2 separate regions of the Mus musculus genome follow, and region 2 is linked to region 1. The links are chromatin contacts, called in public Hi-C maps. All regions are on one chromosome and are shown on one strand. Each heading gives the region's core, a stretch centred on a gene start, on an enhancer-like site or on the middle of the called end of the contact. The rest is flanking DNA. Distances are from core to core; before and after follow the strand shown. Region 1 holds the start of Rlim (ring finger protein, LIM domain interacting). Region 2 has its middle 13 kb from the start of Gm23378.

What was found. A called contact is a pair of places that touch in the nucleus more often than the background predicts.
Region 2: a contact with region 1 is called in a Hi-C map of granulosa cells, with 2.3 times the contacts expected there. The contact joins the enhancer-like site here to the promoter of Rlim in region 1. A contact is called at or near these places in 2 of 39 promoter capture datasets (embryonic stem cells and stem cell-derived epiblast-like cells), 3 of 484 Hi-C or Micro-C datasets (Sertoli cells, granulosa cells and ventricular fibroblasts) and 4 of 115 datasets of contacts at active chromatin or transcription factors (embryonic fibroblasts, embryonic stem cells and trophoblast stem cells).

The regions. Positions count from the first base shown.
Region 1 is chrX:103,978,710-103,985,960 of GRCm38.p6, forward strand. Rlim (ring finger protein, LIM domain interacting) reads right to left here and starts at 2,576. Exons shown (of 5, transcript NM_011276.4): 1 at 2,354-2,576; 2 at 564-625.
Region 2 is chrX:104,011,007-104,018,257 of GRCm38.p6, forward strand. No RefSeq gene overlaps it. Among named protein-coding and RNA genes, the nearest start is that of Gm23378, 13 kb to the left of the region's middle. Within about 2 kb of position 4,300, at least 28 of the 459 cell types and tissues checked have an H3K27ac peak or open chromatin away from gene starts, as enhancers often do. A contact at or near this core is called in granulosa cells and trophoblast stem cells, where this site is marked.

The sequences.
Region 1 (7,251 bases), core at 1,326-3,825:
TACAATGTTAATAATAATGAAAAAATTAATTCCAATTAGAGTAATACATACCAACATGACTTCTTGAATCTTGAAGAGGAAAAGAAAATTATGGCACAGAAAGTAACACATATTCTATTGCTATTTCATTTATTCACTGAACATTTAAAAACAACTTCTTATACCCAGGTCTCTAACAACATCTTAAAAACAGCATACTTTTTTCTTTCTTTCAGCGCACACCTCTAATCTTAGCACTCAGGAGGCAGACCAAGTGGATCTCTAAGTTCCAGGCCTGCCGATCTATAGAACTAGTTCCAGGATTACAAAGAGAGACTGTCTTGAAAAAGAGCATGATAGATAGATAGATAGATAGATAGACAGACAGGCAGGCAGACAGATGCCACAGATAAAGCACTTTCAGGTACTGAAAAGGTACCCTTTGAATTCACAGTAGAAAGTACCCATTATGAATAGCCAACACCAATGAATCCATCCAACCACATGACTGTAGAATAGAACGTATATTTGTAAAATGCATTCTATTATTATAAATCACCAGGAGACAACACAAAAATAATTACCTGTCTTTTAGGACATAGTATTGAAATCCAATAAACTGGATTTTAGTCTTCTTCACTCAGCTCTAGAAAAAAAAAAGCATTCATTATTCTTCCTATTACAAAATCCGTATTTTCTTTGAAATACAACAAATTCTTAAAAACACATTTTGGTTATATATATCATAACCCAACCTAACTTAATGTTAGTATTAGTATATTTGGACAACCAAGGTCAGAAGGAACCAGGAGTTAGATAAAAGATTTCCTTTAAAGGCCAAGAGGCAATCTACCTTTTAATATTAGCTTGTTTAAAATAGGCTTTTCCTTATCAGACTAATAATTATTTTCAAGTTCTACGAGCCACTTTCAAGAACTTATTTGGCATACCACAGTAGCCTAAGGCAGAAATTAAAATAATAAAAATCATCAGGACATTTTAAGCTAAGAGATATTTGTGACCTTTTCAGCATGATTGTTTGCCCTTAAATAGTTATCTTAAAGGGTGCTTGGGTTGGTCCTTTTAGATCCTTAACCTGTATTTCAGAAACTGATTTGAGGAAAAGGTGGACCTGTAATTGTGCCTGCCTCCTAATTATAAAGAATCAAAGAAATGATTAGGACTACACTTCCTATTCTTTCTGTCTTCAATCATTCAAACGCACGGTGGCTAATTACAAGTCAAGAAATGTAAGCAACTTATTTCTAGGAAAAAAAAACATATATACAGTGGGGCCTGCCAGGAGCCCATGAGAATCTGATATAAAATCCCTTTCCCCTCCAAAAGAGGAAAAAAATGACCTAAATAACTAGTCTCCTAGGCCTCAGATGCCAAACGAACCTGTGGAATAAGTATGGTGAAACTGTCCAGGAAAAGAACGTGGCTGTCTCCTCCATCTTGAAATTAATCAGCAGAAGGGGGAAAGGGACTGAGTATTCAGGAAGCAGAAGCCCAACCGGTTAATACTAGTTACTAAGCTATGGCGTACGTGGCAGGTACCGCCCGCCCGCAGAAGCAGAGACCCTTAGGGGTTTTTTTCTGAGTGGGGGAGGGGTAGGGCTGCTGGCAGATCACACGGAAATTAACTTGAAAATAGTCTGGCTCAATTCCCACACTTACCAGGGAAAACAACCCGCAACGTCTTTTCCCTCCGTTTTTTTAATTTTTTTTTTCTTGTGAGGAGGAAAACCCTTCTAGTAAAATCTGGCCAAGGATACACTTAGGGCTAAAGGTGCAGGGAAGCAAACCACGTTTGTCTCCGATCCTCCCGGAAGACTGTCACCGTAGCCCCAGAGGTTAACAAACTGGTCATGCCCTACAGAAGCGTTCAAAATGAGGCTCTGCGAATCCTGTGAAAATCTGAAGGTTCAAGAGTTCCCAACATCCGAATTAAGAGCACCTCCACCCCACTTCCCCAAACCCTAGCCCGATACGCAACGCGGGGCGACGACGATGGGGGGTGGGGGGAACCTCTTAGTAAGAAGCACTGGAGCCATCCTCACGCCTGAGGCCCGGAGTCCAGGATCGCCTCCCCGGCGTTCGTTCTTAGCTCGGGAGGGCCGGGCCCCGACTCCACGGCCTGGGAGAGGAAGTCCTGCCCGACTCCTTCCCCTTCTTCCACGAGCGGGGCCGACACACGCCACCCAACTAAAATGGCAGCGGCGACTACGCCACGGAGCCCCCCACAGCCGGGAGCCCAGGTCCGGAGGCCGTAGTGGGTGTCTCGGCCGCGGCTGGCCAACTCGGGCCATTTTGAGGGCCGCGGCCCCTGCCTGCCTCCAGTCCGACATCCCATTTCTCGGGGTGCCCGTACCTTCACTTACACGGTGTTTCGGCCAGGAGGGAACTCAACTGGGCTCCGCCGCCGCCACTGGGACCTCCGCTGCGCTACTGTGCTGCCGCTGCCGCCGCGTTCTAACCCGCCTCTAAACCCGGGCAAGAGACCCGCCTCTAGAACAGCGCCAGCTCGGAGACGTAGCTCAATCAGCCATTATCTTCCCCATTGTTACCTAGCACTGACAGGAAATGACTGCCCACAACAGGAAGTGATGCTGCGCTCCCAGCTTCACAGGCCCCCGCCCAGACTGCTGGCCAGCCAATCCCAGTTGAGCCCTCGAAAAGGCCTGGTGGGCAGAGGAGGGGCCGGACAGACTACCCGCCCAGACGGGCGGCGGGTCGGGAAAAAAATGCTACTGGGACGCCCACCATGTGACAGGCCCCACCCTCCTTCGCCATTTTGAGTTGTAGCGAGAAATTCGCGTTCTGAGAATTGTGGGAACCTTCGCTTTCCCATTTTGAAAGCTGAAGGACGTCACAGTCGGGCCGCTTGAAGCCCTTCACAGAGAACAAGAATGTAGTATCGGTGTAACTGGCATTGATCCATACAGTCCAGACTAGTGTAGACGGCAGCCAACCTTTTATTCAACATGTATTTATCGAATGCCAACTGTAGCTCAAGCACAGCTGTAGATGTTGAGGAAGTTGAACCATAAATTAAGTTGAAATAGTCCAAGAATTCTCAGTCCTTAAGGGATTTGGTAATCTAGGGTGAACACACTTATAAAACAATTTGTTGCTAAATACTAGAGATTAAAAGTGAGGAAGTGGGTGGAGGCATAAAACGTGGGGACAAAAGTGAATTTGCAATGTTAAAAAGTGGTGGGGAAGGCCTCCTCGAGGCTCTAACTAGAGTACTTTAAAAGGGTGTGGCGATTTGTAAATGGATGGGAAAAAGTGATAGTGGGGGAATTCGAAAAGGGCGGTTAAGGAAGCGTCTATTGGATGCTAAAGCCTAAAGAAAGGACCAGAGGGAATGCGCCATACACCTTTCAGTTCCCATTGTTCAGTTAAAGGGAATAAGAACCCAACCGCCCCCACCCCGTTTTAAAGTACGTCTCTGTGTTCCCACCCTATTTTTCTGTTTTCTGATAAAAGAACAGGTAGACTAACTTTTTTACTGTTGTTCCAACGAACCTAACTTATTGCTACATCAGTTGCTTAAACTGGGCTGGAAGCTGGAAGCTGGTCGACGGTGGCTCGCCTTTAACGCCAGTACTCAGGAGGCAGAGGCAGGCAGATCTCTGTGTAAGTTTAAGGCCAGCCTGGTATACTGAGTGAGTTCTACGACAGCCAGGGCTACACAGAGAAACCCTGTCTCGAAAAACAAAAACAAAAAACAAAAAAAAGGCACACACATAAACTACACTATAATATTTTTCTTTTCATATTTTTTACATGGATCGTCTAGGCCTCACCTCACCTCCTAGAGAAACCCGTGACCACTCTATTTAACCTTCTCCATTACCTACGTAATTTTCTGTAAAGCACTTAGTTTATCTCACCGGTTAAGAACGCGGTAAAGAGCTGGAGAGATGAGTCAGCGGTTAAGCACACAGACTGTTTTTCCAGAGGCGCTGAGTTCAATTCTCAGCAACCACGTGGTGGCTCCCAACCGTCTGCCATGTGATCCGATGCTCTCATCTGCTGTGTCTGTAGACCGCGACAGTGTAATCACATACATAAAATAAATAAATCTTTAAAAAAAAAAAAAAAGAACACGCCGGGCAGTGGTGGCGCACGTCTTTAATCCCAGCACTTGGGAGGCAGAGGCAGGTGGATTTCTGAGTTCGAGCCTGGTCTACAGAGTGAGTTCCAGGACATCCAGGGCTACACAGAGAAACCCTGTCTCCAAAAACCAAAAACACACACACACACTAAAAACCCAAGAACTGGGGAAGCTGAGACAGGAGGGTTGCTGAGAGTTGGAGGCCAACTTGGGCTACATAATAAATTCCAGACCAGCCTGAGATTAAAGTGTGAGACTAAATTTTAAAATGGAGAGTCTGTCTATGAGACCCAGGCTGGCCTTGAATCTACAGTCAAGCTTCTACTTCCCAAGTATTCGTACTGGTATTTCAAACCTTCTTCACTCTTCCCTGCTCAAAGGTCATGTAACTTTTAAAAGACAATCTGGTAATGTGTGTCAAAAGCCCCAGTGTAGCTGGGCACCACAGTGTTTGCCTGTTATCAAAGTACCTAAGAGGATCAAGCAGGATTGTAACTCATTCAAGGCCAGTCTGGGCTACCTAGTGTGTTCCAGGCCAGCCTGGGCTAGAGTGAGACTCTGTCTTTAAAAAAAATACTAGACATTATATAGAATGTTTTAATTTATAAATTACACTTTTTGCGTGTATGTTTGAGCCTGCTATGTTGCTCAAACGTTCTTACTTTCCACCCACTTTGTGGGCTGTCTCAGGGATTGAATTCAGGGCCAGAATGCCAGCAGAGGCCAAAGCTTAAAAAAATAAATATATCTATACTCTAGATAGAAGTCTACATTCCTTGGGGGGAGGGAGGGAGGGAGAGAGAGAGAGATTGATTTGTGGTTTTTCCCCAGTACTAAGGATGTACTTGGGATGCACTTGACCACTAAGCTAAATGCCCAACCCCTACAAGTCTATGTGGGCATACATGCAAGTAAAGTATAATCATTATTAGCCGTTTAACCTTCTTTATCTTTTTCTGTATTGTCTTAGAGATTTCACAGTGTCCATGTATTTAATAGATTTTAGCAAGGAGGACAGTCTTTTTCATTCAGTAAGTAAAAGCAGTAAGAATGTAAAACAAGAAAAGAAAAAGAGTTCCTATCCATTTGTTCTTTCTATGGTCCAAATACACACCTTGCCTCTGTTTCCGAAGACCTATGTTCCCATGCTTGTTCATAAACACACAGCTGCTTCAGGTATTAAGGAAATTATTCACATCATGCAGCCCATGATGCCATTTGAGTACACTCTAGAACCATCCAAGCAAACACTATTGAATATTTAGTTCCCATTCAGCCTACTTATGTGTCTCACGTGACAATGAAACAGCTGGGGGGAAAAACTCTCCTCGAGTTCATTTCAGTGATCTGCTGACGACTGTTTAGATCTATCAGTAGCTATCATCACAAGACCCGCTCTGTAGGCAAGACAGTCATTGAACCAATATTAACGTAAAGAACATAGGAGAAGAGTGTACCAACGGAAGTACCAAGAACAGCTGCCATTTGTGCCTGAGACCTGAAAGGGTGGTTCTGGAAAATGAGGGAAGAACTGGGAGAGACTGAACAGCCTTATTTACATTCCCTGGGATGAGAAAATGGAGCCTGGGGTGCTGAAGCACTAGACGGTTTTGTCCAACAAAGATTCTGTTTTATTTTCTTCACACATTAGAATTTAATTGGGCCATTTGCTTGTATATTGATTTTATTTGTATGTTTATAATCTATCAGTCTTCCGGCTTGCTGCCTCCTACCCCTCTGAGAGTAAACACCATGGGAACTGCGCTTGGCTCCACCCCTTCACAGCAGAATCTCCCCAGCCTAAAATACTAACAATCACCAAATCAATAGTTTTAAATGAATCAACAAGCTAGCATGTAGTTTTTATTGCAGATTTCGAATTTCTCCTAATAGCAATGAAAATCGTTAGTTTTTTTTAAAAAGAAAGATCAATGTTATCTGATTCAATATTGTCTTGTTTTTGTTTTGTTTGTTTTTTAAAGCTCTTTATGTATGCTATGTGTTTGATTTTGGTTTTTCTTTTTAAAAAATAATATTTAAATTTAGAGATAACATTTACAGCTGTGGTGTGTTCTAAGCTTCATTTTTCTTTCTAGAAATATCCCCACTATTTTAAGATATAATAAGTAAGTGCTGTTTTTAAGACAGTCCAAAGGTTCTGTGGAAAAGGCAGCTTCAGAATATTTACTTAGTTCTCTTAATGCCTCTAATGTCGTTCAAAAATCTTTTGAGTAACAATCATGGACCTCTCTGACACGCCCAGTGAGTACAGTATATTTACCTTGCCATTCCACACACTAGACCTTCTTCAGCCTCTGGCTCTACCAGTGCCCCTCTCGCCACCGCCCTTTGACTCTGTCCTTGGTCAGGTTTCAGTGCAGTTAAGATCACAACAGAGCTTTATTCTCCCCAGCAGGTCACCTCATCTTCACTTCGCATAACAAACACTCATTTTGCATTGTAGATAACATGTCTACTTCTTGAGAACAAATACTGCCTCTTTTGAAGATAGCAGACAGGGTAATAGATACTCTGTAACTATTTGAATAAATGGGTAGATGGGAAAAAATCTGGGGGCTGGAGAGATGGCTCAGTGGCTAAGAGCACTGACTGTTCTTTCAGAGGTCCCGAGATCAATTCCCAGCAACCACATGGTGGCTCACAACCATCTAAAATGGGATCTGATGCTCTTCTAGTGTGTGTCTGAAGACAGCTACAGTGTACTCATATACATAATAAATAAATAAAACTTAAAAAAAAAAGAAAAAATCCACTGGCCAAAATCTTTTACCCAGGAAACCATTTAGTTTTTAGTGCTTCCATTCCACTGCTTGCTCTTTTAGAAGTTCACTCTAACAGTTAAGATAGAAGTGAACTGTAAAAGCCTTCTTCAGTTCGTTCCAAGGAAGTGCATAAAGATACAAAGGTAAATATTCACTAATGTTTTATTTAAACAAATAAATTAAGTATTAATTTATTTTGGCACCAGAGATCAAACTGAATGTGTCTATGGTCTTATGAACACTAAGCAAGAGCTCTGTCACTGAACCAGATCCTCAAGTCTCTTATTCATTCATTTATTCCTTGGATTAAGTCATTCATTCAATAAATACTGGGAGCCAATGCTCTTCCTTACGCCTTGGGGC
Region 2 (7,251 bases), core at 3,050-5,549, 34 kb after region 1:
AGGAGGTGTGGGATGTGGAACAGTCAGAGAGTGGATGGGGAGGGGGAATAAAATATGGAGTGTAAAAAATAAATTAATTAATTAAAAAAGAGCATACCTAAAGGCTAATTTAATAATTCCTATAAGTATGCCTACAGCTTTGTCTTATAGGTGAGTCCATGTCCTGTCAAGTTTACAGTCAACACTAGCCCTCACATCTCCTAAAGTACATATGTTAAAGGACTCATCCCAAGAGTGGTATTGTTAGGAGACAGTAGAACCTTGAAGCGTGTCCTTCTAAGAGTTCTTATGTTATTAAAGGCACACGCTTGAAAGGAATTTTAGGACTCCAGCTCATTGTCTTCTCTTTGCTGTATGGGACTTGTTTTCTTTCTACCATATGCTCCTGCCAGTACTGCTATGCACTCATTCAAAGCAAATATAGGATTTTTTTTTCAGGACAAGGTTTCTCTGTGTAGCCCTGGTTATCCTGGAACTCACTCTATAGAACAGGCTGGCCTCGAACTCAGAGATCCGGGTTCTACTGCATCCCGAGTTCTGGGATTAAAGATACGGGTCACCATAGCCTGGCTGCAAATATGAGGAATTGATTATTGACAGAACCTTAAAAACTGTGAACCAAAATGATTCTCTGAGAGCCAGTGAGCGGCTGAGTGGTAGGGCACACCTTTATTCCCAGCACTCAGGAGGCAGAGACAGATGGAGCTCTGGGTTCAACCCTATATAGTGAGTTCCAGGACAGCCAGGGCTATACGGACGGAAAAAGAGCCCTGTTTCAAGGAAAAAAAAAAAAAAAGAGCCAGCGAGATGGTTTGATCATCAGTAAAGGCGCTGCTTGTGGCCAAATCTGACTTCCTGAGCTCAGTCTGCAGATTCCACAGAGTAGAAGAGAACAAACCATCCACAAGTTTTCCTCTGACATCCATACATGACATGCACAGGCCACCCAAAAGAATCAAATACACACACACACACACACACACACACACACACACACACACACACACACAAACCTTGAAAATTTATTTTTAAAGTATTTTGTTACAACAAGGCAAAAAGTAACACACGAAATTTGTACTGAGATTCAAGGTTATTGCTATAGCCATATATCTGAAAATATAGAAGGGCTTTTGCAACTAGTTTGGATGAGAAGTTTGGCCTTGTAAAACAGAAAAGGCTACTGGTTTATCGGGAGAATCTGATGTAGGCTCTGATAACAAGAATTCTGATAGAATTTATGAGTAATCCAGCCCATGCTAATGTGGTTCCAGACAGAAATGAAGCCCCAACTGGGAGTTGCAGTAGAGGCCACCCTTGCCACCTGCCATAGCAAAAAATAATGTTCCTATATTTAATCCATGTCTTGAGACCTAAATGAGAAGCCAAGCTTAAAGGTGAGGAGCTAGTATAACTGATGGGTGGGATTAGAAAGACAGCAAAATACACAGAAATCAGTATGAGTATGGCTGGCTGCCTTTAGCAAAGTCTACAGTGAGAATCAACAACCAAAAAGAACAAAGACGTATTGGGAAATTGTAGAGCTCAACCAGAAAAAAGTCCTTGCAAAGATGTACACGAGAACAGTTAGGCTGTTAATACTGAAAAAAGAAGCTCGACACTTTGTCCTGGGACCAATAGGAAGAATGGACCCAGAAATCACCTCAGCAATTGCTAAGGCATTAGCTATCCCTGGCTCGGGAATATAGAAGTGCAAATTTGGCTAGGTGGTGGTGCACACCTTTAATCAAAGCACTGGGGAGGCAGAGGCAGATGGACTTCTGTGATTCCAAGGCCAGCCTGGTCTCCAGAGCCAGGTCTGTTATACAAAGAAACCCTGTCTCAAAAAAAAAAGTTTTGTTGCAAAGATAGTCCAGATCAGAATCTTTATTTTTTTTTGCATTTATTTATTTATTTATTTGTTTCCTTATTATGTGGGGAGCACTTGTATGGAGATCAGAAGATAGCTTGCAGGAGTCAATTTTCCCTGGGTCCTGAAGAGTAAAATCAAGTAGTTAGGCTTGGCAAGAATTTCCTTTGTCAACTGAGCCATCTTACTGGCCCTGTGTGCATTTTTTATATCCTCAGAGTGCCTGGTTTGCTCAGAAATGGCTACGGAATTGTTCTTTTGGCTAGACACTCAGAAAGAGCAGTGTAACCAGGGTTCGGGCAGGCTCAGGCATAGCATTTTGTCATGTTCCACACAATACTGGCTTTGGAGAGAGGCAAAATGCAAGGCTCATGGGGAAATGGAGGCTTCCCCTGAGATCTCAAAGGGAATCCTGGGGAGTTGGGCAGTGTGTTACACATTCCAAGTACCCGCGGGGCAGCTTCTCACAGGACAGAACAGTGATTGGAACCAGAGGAGGGAAGGCGGAAGCTCCAGCAATGACCTAAGGAGGACAGAGATGCTAGCAATGTGCACTGCTTATCATGGGAAGCTGCAGCTGGTGTGCAGACAAAGGTCACAGGGCAGCCTGTTTCCTGTCACAGTATCCCTTATTCCCAAATATGGACTTTTCAGATTTAACCTTTGTCACACTCAAGTATTTTGCCACTGAGGAAAGTGCCTGAAGACAGACCAACAACCCATTAATCAGTATTGCCTAAGACATGTGAGTCCTTCACTCCACTAACCCTTTCTTGAGAGAGTGTTCAGGTATGAGGAAGTTGTGGTTTCTTTTTCAAACATTAACATCTGTTTAGAAGAAGGAAGCTGTATGATATGCTCAGATGTCTTCATAAGGACGTGGGATATAGATAGGAGATTACTCCATATGGAGTCTCAGATCTTAAGTTTTGGTCATGGATTGCTGGTTGGAACAGACTCCTGTCTTGTCTTGTAGAATTTAGATATTTTTTGAGGTAGTCTTTTTCATTAATCTTCCCTTAAGGGCCTCCTTTTTAATTTTTTTTATTTAGTCTTTTTTCACAGTCCAGATTTTACCCTCCCTCTCGGTCTACCCTCTGACTTTTCCACATCCCAAACCTCCTCCCTGCCATCTCCACAAGGATGTTCCCCCACCCCCACCTCCAGATCTCCCCACTCCCAGGGGCCTCAAGTCTCTTGAAGGTTAGGTGCTTCTTCTCTGACTGAGTCCAGACCCGGCAGTCCTCTGCTGTATATGTGTTAGGAGCCTCATACCACCTGGTGTATACTGCCTGATTTGTAAGGGCCTCCTCTTTACCACATTACCCACTCTTTTAGGGTTTCATTGCTGTGAGGAGACATCATGACCAAGGCAACTCTTATAAAGGCAAACAATTGGGGCTGGCTCACAGGTCCTGAGGTTTAGTCCACTATTATCATGGTGAGAAGCATGGCAATGTGCAGGCAGACATGGTGTAGGAGGAGCTAAGAGTTCTACATCTTGATCCACGGGCAGTAGAAGGGGATAGTCTTCCTCAGGCTGCCAGGAGGAAACTGCAATTCCATGCTGGGCACAGCTTAAGCATATAAGACCTCAAAACCCACCTCCACAGTGACACACTTCCTCCAATAAGGCCACACCTACTTTAACAAGGCCACATCTTCTGATAGTGCCAGTGTCCATGGGCCAAGCATTCAAAGTCATGATTCTATGGGGGCCAAACCTTTGGCCAACCTGACTTACATATTTAAAGAAAAATTTCCTTTTTTGTTGTTGTTGCTTGTAACCCTGCTTTGCCAGGAACTCAGTATAAATTTCAGGCTAGCTTCTTCATACTTATAGGCATCCTCTTGCGACTGCATCCTAAATGCTGGTATTCCAGGGATATGCCACCATACATATGACTCTGACTCATGTCTTTGACTCATGCATTCTTATGAACTGAATGGATTTCCTCTTCTGAGAGGATAGCTCAAATCTACAACTTGCTTCTTTCCATGTAAAAGTCATGGTTCAGCATTCCTTATAGTCTCCATCACCTACTTATCTCTGTGCATCTGTGTCCCCACGAATATCTGTCCTGTGGTGATGGCTAGACATTATTTGTTCTTGTGTTTTATTTTGTTTTGTTTTGAGACAGGGTTCTCTGTGTAGCCCTGGCTGTCCTGGAACTCACTCTGTAGACCAGGCTGGCCTCGATCTCACAGAGATCCACCTGCCTCTGTCTCCCAAGAACTGAGATTAAAGGTATGTGCCACCACCACCTAGCAATGCTCAATATTGTTGAGTTCACCAAAACCTGCTGGTTAAAAGAAGTCCATTGATTGTCCCTACACACCTTACCTAGCACGTAGAGTACTCACAACACATTCCTGAACTAAAGTGGTTGTTTGCCTTTAGCCAAAAGAATGCTGTACTACAGGTTATCCAAGCCCTAGAAGATTTGAGAAGATAAAGAAAGCAGGGTTTGGGGAAACAGGATGTGGCTGAGGACTACTGAGCTACAAAAGCGCCAATAGTAGAACATGATTTGAAATGCTTTTTCTCTTCTTTTGCCCGTATTTATTTAAGGTTCCCTGTTTTTTTCCTTCTACCTGTGAAAGGCCAGCACTACTTTCAGGTTAATTTTGTTTTTCGTAGTCTTAATTTGTTGTTATTGTGGTTTTTGAGTTGGAGTCTTGCTATGTAGCCCCATGCTGACAGGGAACTCAAGTAGCCCAGGTTGGCAAGGGATTGACTTGCACTGGTCCTACTGCCTCTGTCTCTTGGGTAGTACTGGAATGACCACGACTAGCTCTAAACATTAGTCTCTCCCTCTCTCTTTCCCTCTCTCTTTCCCTCTCCCTCCCCCTCTCCCTCTCCCTCTCCCTCCCCCTCCCTTCCCCGTCCCCCTCCCTTCTCCTCCCCCTCCCCCTCCTCTGTCTGTCTGTCTCCTCTTCCTCTCCCTCCTCCTCCTCCTCCTCTTCTTATTCTTTTTTTCCTGAGACAAGGTCTCTCTATGTAGTCGCGGCTGTCCTGGATTTCCTTCCACAGACCAGGCTGGCCTCAAATACAGAGATCTACCTGCTTTTGCCTCCTGAGTGCTAGGATTAAAAGCATGCACCACGGAAATGTCTCAGCTGTTAAACATCAGGCTCGAAACCGAACATATAAGACATTAGTTTTCTTAAGACAGTTCTTCAGGTTTTGCCTTCTCATAGTGAGAGCCACAAATAAATAAATTCATGACCTACTGAAAGCATTCAACATTCTGAAAAAAAAAAACTTTAACCATTTTCACATTCATATGCAGGGTAATTTCTTCTGGGAGATATGTGCATCATTCCTTCATTCAAGTCAGAGCTGACTCATAGACCTTGAAATCCGGCTTTACTGAGTGAGTGTGTGTGTGTGTGTGTGTGTGTGTGTGTGTGTGTGTGTGTCTATGTGTGTGCTTGTGTGTGTGTCTCTGTGTGTGTCTCTGTGTGTGTCTCTGTGTGTGTGTGTCTATGACTATATATACCACAGTACATGTGTGAAGGTCAGAGGACAACTTGCACATGTTTCTTTGCTCCATCTACCTTGTGGGTTCCAGGAATTAACTTAGGTTATCTGGCTTGACAGGAAAAGCTCATAGCCACTGAGCCCTATTGCAGGCCTTCTTTCTGACTGTTTAGATATGCAGGGAAGCTGGGTAGTCTGCTTTTATTGTTTTTTATCACCACCACCACCATCATTATTATTGATTTTAAAAAGACAGGGTCTCATTATATGGCCCTCAGTGGCCTAGAACATCCAGCCCAGACTTCAAACTCACAGATAGGATCTGTCTGCTTCTGCTTCCTGAGTGCTAGAATTGAGACTTGTGCAGCCATGCTCAGGCTTGTCTTAAACTTGTTATGTGGCTGAGATGTCTCTGAACTCCTTTCTGATTCTCCTGACTCCACCTCTCAAGTTCCGGGATTACAGGTGTGCTCTACTACATCTGCCAATGATCTGAATATTGTGACGTTTGGTGGTTTTCAGAGAGCACCTTAAAAACTTTCTGAATTTGGGTTTCCTTGTGGGAAAGTTTATAATTTTATATTTTCCTTTATTTTTCATTAAGTCTCAGAGTTACCCTTTCTAGATATAATAACAGGAAAATATATTATTTTCCTTAATTTATACCAAAACATCATTTTTGACATTAAATGTACATAAATACATTTAAATAAATATGTAATAAATATCCTTATAATATTTTAACAAAGAACCGATACAGTGATCTGTAGGTACACATGCGTTGCTTTTAGACTTAGGGCTAGCTTCTAGGGTGCATCCCTCTTTTCCCTTTCACAAAGGCAGACTTTGACCTCTAAGATCTTAAGCTTTCACTACTTTTATTTCTAGATAATCCTTTGGTTTGCCTTCTGACATTTCTAAAGCTAAAATAGTCTCCTGGGCTGTGGTTCTCTGTTCATTTAAAACACACTGTAGTTGCTCTGCCTGCTGCCAAGGTCCTTAAGCTGTTGCTGTGCCAACCAGATTCTCAAGGCCAAGGCATTACTGCCACAGTCTGTTCTTAGTGCACTTTCTGTTCGGATGTTTTCCTTTGGATTTGCTGTAATTTATTTCACTGGCTTTCTCCCCTCCCACACCTTCTCAGCCCTAAGTGAAGCCACATTCCTTGTGTATTGCTGGCTCTCATGCCTCTTGATCTGCTTTCTAGTCCAAACCTTTTGGACCTTTCAAATTGACAAGCAGGATCAAGGTCTACCCGAGGAACAATCGGAAGTAATTCAAGAACTTGTGGTAGAGGAAAGGGCGTCAGAAGCAAGGCAAAGTGAACCAGTTAGATCTCTAGGTAAGTTGTGCTAGTTTGCCTTCTTTGACAGTGGATGCATTTCAGAGTAACTAAAGAACAGCATAATATGTGAAGTTAGCACAAAGGCCCAATCAGTCTTCGCCTGCCAAAGCTCAGTCTGCAACTATGCCAGAGGAATATAATGATAAGAGAGAGGGGTAAGCTGCGGTATCCAAAATCATGTTACTATATTAAAAGTAAAGAGTTGTCCTGAAAAAATACATAAAGTCTTTGTTAATAGTTGTCAAATACTAGAACTCCAAATGTCCATTGAAAGATGAGTGGCTAAATAAATGACCACATTTTATTACCTGGAAAATTTAGCTTAGACGTTTTTTAAAGGTTAAATGTTTTCAGAAGACTATTTCATAGATATCTCTGTTTCACATGGAGCCAGGGTTACTGATAAGTTATTCTGCACTGGAGAAATGAGCCAATTCAAGCCTGATTAAAGTATATAAAGGCAGGTTTATTAGGGGGCAGATCTTGGGTAGGTTTACTGATTCCAAGGATCAGGGCCAAGAGAGAACTAACTGAGGTGGAGAGATTCTAAATTTG